Regions from separate parts of the Drosophila melanogaster genome. Here region 1 is linked to region 2. Evidence: chromatin contacts called from public Hi-C data. All regions are on one chromosome and are shown on one strand. The core of a region is the stretch at or near the end of the contact, and the rest is flanking DNA. Distances in the headings are between cores, read along the strand shown.

Evidence for each region. Hi-C and Micro-C count contacts between places; a contact is called where the count stands out from the background.
Region 1: a contact with region 2 is called in a Hi-C map of the OSC cell line, with 6 times the contacts expected there. The contact joins the promoter of tho2 here to the promoter of AP-2alpha in region 2. A contact is called at or near these places in 14 of 107 Hi-C or Micro-C datasets (the Kc167 cell line, the OSC cell line, embryo and 5 more).

What each region holds. Positions count from the first base shown.
Region 1 is chr2L:2,143,858-2,147,317 of dm6, forward strand. It overlaps tho2 (tho2,), which reads right to left and starts at 1,330. Exons shown (of 15, transcript NM_164454.2): 1 at 948-1,330; 2 at 600-768; 3 at 262-509; 4 at 63-196. The coding sequence starts at 1,174. It overlaps CG11723, which reads right to left and starts at 3,418. Exons shown (of 2, transcript NM_001272977.1): 1 at 3,029-3,418; 2 at 1,440-2,956. The coding sequence starts at 3,167. The coding sequence ends at 2,043.
Region 2 is chr2L:413,303-416,816 of dm6, forward strand. It overlaps AP-2alpha (Adaptor Protein complex 2, alpha subunit), which reads right to left and starts at 1,475. Exons shown (of 9, transcript NM_057471.6): 1 at 1,141-1,475; 2 at 94-352. The coding sequence starts at 157. It overlaps ebi, which reads left to right and starts at 1,765. Exons shown (of 3, transcript NM_057981.4): 1 at 1,765-2,144; 2 at 2,210-3,408; 3 at 3,487-3,514. The coding sequence starts at 2,087.

The DNA.
Region 1 (3,460 bases), core at 80-2,579, 1.7 Mb after region 2:
CAATTAACAATTAATGCAGTCGGTTTGACTGTGTTTCCTCATAGCTATCAAAACTATCTTACCTATAAGGGATTTTATGATATCCATTATGCTCTCTGGAGTGGTGTTCTCGTCGAACTCCTGGTTTAGCTCTGTGATAAGCTTGGCAAACCCTTCACTCTCCTCGCGGAAAAGGTTAAACCGACGCTGCTTGTAGCTTAAAGGGAAAGTAGAGATTATATATTTTATTAACCTCAAATCGCTTTTACTATATGTACGTACTATAGCTTGGTTTTGACCTTGATGAACTTAGAGTAAAAGCTCTTGTTCTTGACGATTCCCGCCTCCTGCAACGTATCGATTTCCAAACGTTCTTTCAAAAGACTTTCTGGAATCACCCTGTCCAAGTCTTTAACAAGTTGCACAAAGGCATGTCGTTCTTCCTGAAGTCCATCGGTTATAAGGGAGGTTTCGCTGTCCAGAATGTTAACCACGTCCACTATAAGGCTGGGAAAGTCCGCATGGAGGGCCTGCAACATAGGAAAACGTTATATATAGCGACAATTGTTAAGAAGTAAATGCCTTATAAATCTTTCTTTACAACAACAAATTCAACTCACCACGACTTCCAGGAGCAGGTGGAGTACTATGTCTTTTTTGTGAGTGAAGCGCAGAGTCTGCCAAAGAAGCTGGTATATGGCATTGGAGATGCCCTGCTTAAAGACGCCGTTCTTGTCGTAAACGGGCGTATCCGCCGCATCCTGCAACTGATGCTTGAGGTACTTCAGGCTAGAAGTAAACGTGTAATTTAGCTAGGGAACGAGGAACAGTCAGTCCAAACAGTCGATCCAGCAGCAAGACACAAACTGACGACAGCCACTGTACTGCGAGTGCGAGTGTTTGGGCGCGTGTGCATATATCTCTGGCTGCGTTTGCATCGGTGTCGGAGCGTGGTACCACACACGTACAATTCACTGCGTCCGGATTTGTCCAAGTGCTTGAAGACCTCCGGATTGAGTGTGCCTGGCTGATTGCCGCCGGCTCCGCTACTGGCGGCTGCTCCGTTCGTGTCCGACGATGCGGAGGTCCGATTATCCGCCGTCGCCGCCGCATCGCCGCCACCAACGCCATCCTGCGCTCCCGTAACGCTCTTCAGCTTTTTCAGCCGGCGCAACCGGTCTGTGGATCTCTGCATCCTCGGATCAGGTGGTACACGCGGGCGCTTTGCTGCGGGGGCTGAATTCTGCTCCCGAATCGATTAGATCGTTGTACTTGTCGAAATATTTGACAAATTTTCACACTTTTTTTTAGTTAGTTCCGCCAGTGTGACCGTACTGCTGCCTAACTAAATACCATTCGCCGAAACGAAAACGTCCGACTGCCAAATGCCAAGTTACTTTTTTTCTGGAACGTTAGACAAGGAACATAAACTAGCAAATAATCTTGAATTGTTATTATTTATATATATATAGATATATATTATTATATATAAATTATGCACCGGACGTCAATTTTCATTACAATTGAACTGAGATTGTTTTCGACCAAGTTGCCTCTTTTATTTGTTTTATTTATGGTTGACATTTCGTAGTGGAACATCGGGAAATGAAACCGAATCGATTTTAGGATTATCTCACCTTAAAATCATTGGACCTTTTTTAAATCGTATGCACATATTTATTACGTGTCTATTCGAAAACAGAATCTTAAATCAATTCAAATCCATTAAAATTCCTTCCAGATGACATCCCAATGATAAGCTAAACCTTAAAATTTAATCAGCATCAGCTGTTATTTTGTTTGTATATTCCATTTCGTGTAAATTGCTTTAAAACAGCCCGCGAATGGCATACCCGGAGTCAAAATGGTTAAATTATTGGACAATACAAATCAATATTTTACAAGCAATTCAGCGTGTGGATAATGGTCTTATGATAGGCATTTTGCCAAACAACTACTCATGTATGAGTAGGGTTTCATCTAAGACTTGTAACAATATGAAAGGAATACTCCTTAGAGAATTATTGGTGAATGTAAAATCGTAAAAATTTGGTATGAAGTCTTCATAGCAGAGGCTCATTCTCTATCTTGACATCGCACTCAACCATGGAGCTGTCGACATAGTCAAACGAAGTTGGTGTTTTTCGGCTACTGATTTGGTAGCTGGAATTGGATAGATGGTACTGGGATTTCTCCAGCTGAGTGGCAAAACTGGAATTCGGGGCTGGTGTTAGTTTGGGCATGCTGCGCTCTAGAACGTCTTCGGGTCCCGCCGCCGCGAGCATGTGCTGATCCTCCTCCCTGAGTTCCACCAGAACGCGCGCCATCTCCATTCGAAACTTAAGATTGCTAATGGCTGACAGAGACTTTACGTGCGGCATCATGCTCATCAAGAAACTCAAGTCCGAATCGTTCTTTAGATCGGGTTCAGTGGTAGACTTTGACGCCTGGCTGGCGTATCCATTCAATAAGGGGACATCGTTAGACGGCGAAGTTTTCCTCCGACGTCCTCTCTTCGAAGGCGGGGGTGGACGTGGCAGGAATTGTTGGTGGCGCGGCAAGTGTATGGGCAATGTGGGCGATAGATCCTGATCGGAACGATGGGCGCCCGAGGATGAAGAATCCAAAGGCTTGATCAGCGAGCCTTTATCCGAGCCAGAGTCCTGGGGCACTGACGGCTCCCGCTTAAATATGTCCTCGATGATTTCAAAGTCAACAGAGTCATCATTGTCCAAATCCAAATCGATAGCGAAGTCAACCAGTCGGGTGGGCTCGAAGACTTCCGGCTGCTCGGTGTTCATCACGAAGGGCTCTGGTGGAAAGGGCACCAGGCCCTCCGGATCGAAGATTTGGCGCATGAACTCCAGTGAGCGAAAGTATGGCCAGTGGGACATCTCGATTCGTTTCTGCTGTATCTTGCGCACCTCTGCCCGGTAGCTGTCCCGCATTCCCTTGAAACGTTTCTTGCAGATCGAGACTGCAAAATGACCAGGTGTTATTTATAGGTTTCCTAGGCATATAAAACCCTCCTCGTTTATCCGCCACTCACCATCCTGCTGCATTATCTGCGCGACACTCGCCCACTGGAGAGCTGCGTCCTGGTTGCGGTACGAAATGGACATGTTTGTGTCCCACAGGCACCGCCGCTTGGACACCTCCTGTATGAGACGGTAGTTATCTGATTTCATGGCGCAGTGGACCAGAAATTGCGGTTTGTCCACAAATGCAATGCTCCGAAACTTGCGGATCCCGAATTTTCAACGCAATTTTCACAGCAATGACCGCGCTCACAGCAAACTCGACGAATGTGTGAGCGGTTTCGACCCGACGGTAACACTTTTAATATCCCAAATTCGGGCTTGCTTTGCTGCGTTTTGGTGGAATATACAAAATCTTGCTCTTGCTAAATCTCGCAGTTTCGCTTGCCACTACAAATAAATGATTAATTGCGCCTGGCAGCTCTGGTCGAACAGCTGCTTAA
Region 2 (3,514 bases), core at 225-2,724:
AGTAATGGCGCTGATTCCGCCCCTATGGAAAATCTCTTGTTGCGACCCGCTCAATTGGATTTAATGCTGGTTACCCAAGAGATCTGCACTTACAGTTCCTTATATCCGATATAAAGACGGCCAGGCCTCTCATGCCATCCCCCCGCACCGGCGCCATGGTAGTTAGCTTGTTAATTTTCGCTGGTTTTATGCAAACTGGGGGCGCAAGAAAATCGTCAATGGATGGCGGCCGAGTCTCGAGGCGTTCTTATCGCTCGAACTCGACGTCGGACCCTAAGATATATAGTTGCTCTCCGCTCTGGTTCTGCAAAGCTCTTTTTACTTCGATTGGATCTCGGCCGTTCCTTGGGACCTGAAAGGGGAAACGATACTCTATTTATTGTGGGTTGTGGGAATGGGAAAACTTAGTATTATGATTACGTTTTAGTATTTGTGTTAACAAACGTATATTATTCAAACAAAAGGTATTTTGGATAACAATTTGTATTTAGCCAGGGAGTAGCTTATTGTGCATGCCAACACATTGATACAGCTTCTATTTTGAAAGTCCGTATTGCAGTTTTACTTTTGATAACGAAAACGCCACAAAATATGTATGCACCACACATTTCACTGAGCATCAAGCGCTGATAACGATTTATATGTATAAAAAATCCAATGTTTAATAAACTCAGAACTTTTAAACGGTAAATAGTGGACTACGTGATTGATTTTCCGGCCAGTGCACCCAATGGCTGGCGAACTTTGACATTTTCTGGTGGAAGTAGAGTGTACCCCCGCATTTTTGGCAACCGATTTATTTTCAACTTGGCAGCGTTTTGCCCGTTGATAAAGATTCTGTGACCTCGCTCGCCCACTTTTTATCGCCTGGCGAAGTCGATGTGCACTTGGGCATTATTATTTGGATTTGCGCGACCACCGGCTTTTGTTTCTGTAGTATACTTTTTACTTTGCTTTCCGTTTCGTTTTATTTTCTGTTTTTCACTGCGCTCTTCGGTTCTCTTCTTTCTTTGCTTTCATGTCACGTCACTTTTTTCACCGCTGGATGACGAGGGCGTTTTGCCCAAAAAAAAAAGCACCGAAGAAGCCTCCAAAAACATTAATGGGCGTATGTTAGCTGTTCTTTTTTTTTGAGCTTACTTTTCCGATTTTTTTTACTCGCCAGCGGACAAAATCGGTTAGCGTTGCGGAATTTCTGTGGCGGAGCAGAGAGAGTAATCTCTGACTTCTGAAGTTGGCTTCGCTTGGAATCGGAATCCGGGGTGTTGGCTGCGGAATGTTTGACCCTGCGTGTTGCACTTTATGGAACTCCAACTCGCTGGAGCTTCGCCTCGCTGATTTGCCGCTAATTTGTTTGTTAACTATTACCAAGTGCAGGGCAATTCACTAAAATGAAAATTTCTATTGATTTTTCTTCGCTCTCGCTGCCTAAGAGTGGAGCCATCTAGCGGGCGCGGGTGGAACGATTGGTGTGACCAGTAGAGCGTTGGGTTGAAATACAATGATTACTTCGAGGGATGGGTACACAGGGATGGACGAAGAGAGACGACAATTCGCTTTAAGAATTTTTTACCTTTTGCTCCAAGCAGAAATCCAAAAATATCTTCTTAATTGTTTTTATGGCTAATAAATTTCCGTTCTATCCTTTAAGGTAACGCTTGGTGCAATACAAAAATATGACTCAAATTTGATTAAGTTGTTGTCAAAACTTGTGACGTCACAAAACACAAGGCTGCGCAACCTCTCGCAGCGCACACCTTGAGATTACTCCGCCATTTTTTTGCGCGTTTCAGAAACGCGTTTTCGATCCCTCGGTTTTATTTGTGGAAAAAATATGTGAAGTGCTCTTGCGGCAAGCAGCAAACTGGCAGAATTGAAAACACAGGACCGACCAGATCGATCCAAGTACCAGGAGTAGCACCGGATACCGTGGCTTGCGCCGAAGTGATAAGCGTGCCGAATGCAGACGCATGTGTTACGCAGCACAGTTCCGATTTTCGCACCGTAAAAACATAATTGGCATTGGAGATAGGAGTGGATTTTGGAGTGCGCTAGTAGTAGGAGAAGGAGCCAACCGCGTTCCGTCATGAGTTTTTCCAGCGACGAGGTGAACTTTCTGGTTTACCGATACCTGCAGGAGTCGGGTGAGTAAAACCCTCCAATCGCAAGATAACAGCCCGCCCTAATCTCATGCAATCCCGTTTTCTAGGCTTTCTGCACTCGGCCTACGTGTTTGGCATTGAGTCACACATCTCGCAAAGTAATATCAATGGCGCATTGGTTCCACCTGCCGCTTTGCTCACCATCCTGCAGAAGGGTCTTCTGTACACTGAAGTGGAGTGGAGCGTAGGCGAAGACGGCGAGGTGGCGCGACCCATTGAAGGACTCTCTCTAATAGACGCTGTCATGCCGGAGGTGAAGCCACTCAAGCCCATTGTGAAAACAGAGCCGGGAAAACCCGGGGCAGTCGACTCTTCTGCCCCTGCCGGTGGCAACCAGAACAACAATGCCAAGCCTGAGATAAAAATAGAACCGGGTACCGGAGTGGCGGGCTCAGCAGGTGGAAACAAAATTGCTGGCAGCACCACGGGCACAAGCACACCAACCGATCAGTCGGCAAGCGAGGTAGACTCCAGTGGAAATGCGGCAAATAATGCTGGCGGCACATACGCCGGAAACAATGGAGCTGGAGGGAACCAGGCCAGTACTGGAGGATCTAATAGCACAAGCACACCAGCTGGTGGAGATTTGGCAGCACCTGGGGCAAGTCAAAAGAAATCCCAGAACTCGAATGAAGCGGGAAGCTCATCTAGTGGCAATGCAGGCAATGCAAATGCTACCAGTACCGATGATGCAGCCTCCTCAACATCCACAAATGGCAATAGCAGCACTTCCAGCAGCGTAGAACAACCTACAAGCGGGCTGACGCCCGCTGGTGGAACTGTATCAACCTCCAATCCGGACGCAGCAGCATCGGGCGGAGCTTCGACTGCAACAGGATCAAAGGCGCCAAGTGGAGCGGTTACGATTCGCGTAGGAGCCCAAGGAAACAACGTGCAGTCTGGTTCGTCCAATGCTCAAAGCTCTGCTCCCAGTGGAACCATCTCCTCGTCTACCAGCGGAGGTGCTGGGACTCCCGCAGCTCTTGTTCCCATGGACATTGACGAGAACATCGAAATACCCGAATCCAAGGCTCGTGTATTACGCGGCCACGAAAGCGAGGTGTTTATCTGCGCATGGAATCCTAGCCGGGATTTACTGGCAAGCGGTTCGGGAGACAGCACTGCTAGGATATGGGACATGTCCGATGCAAACACTAACTCCAACCAGTTGGTGCTGCGCCACTGCATCCAGAAAGGCGGCGCTGAGGTGCCTAGCAACAAGGACGTCACCTCTCTGGACTGGAATGTAAGTCGAAGATCTTGGCACTTAAGCCTTGCAAAGTTTGATTTCTGATCCTTACTTAATCTATTCTCGTTTTTGCAGTGCGATGGTTCCTTGCTCGCCACCGGCA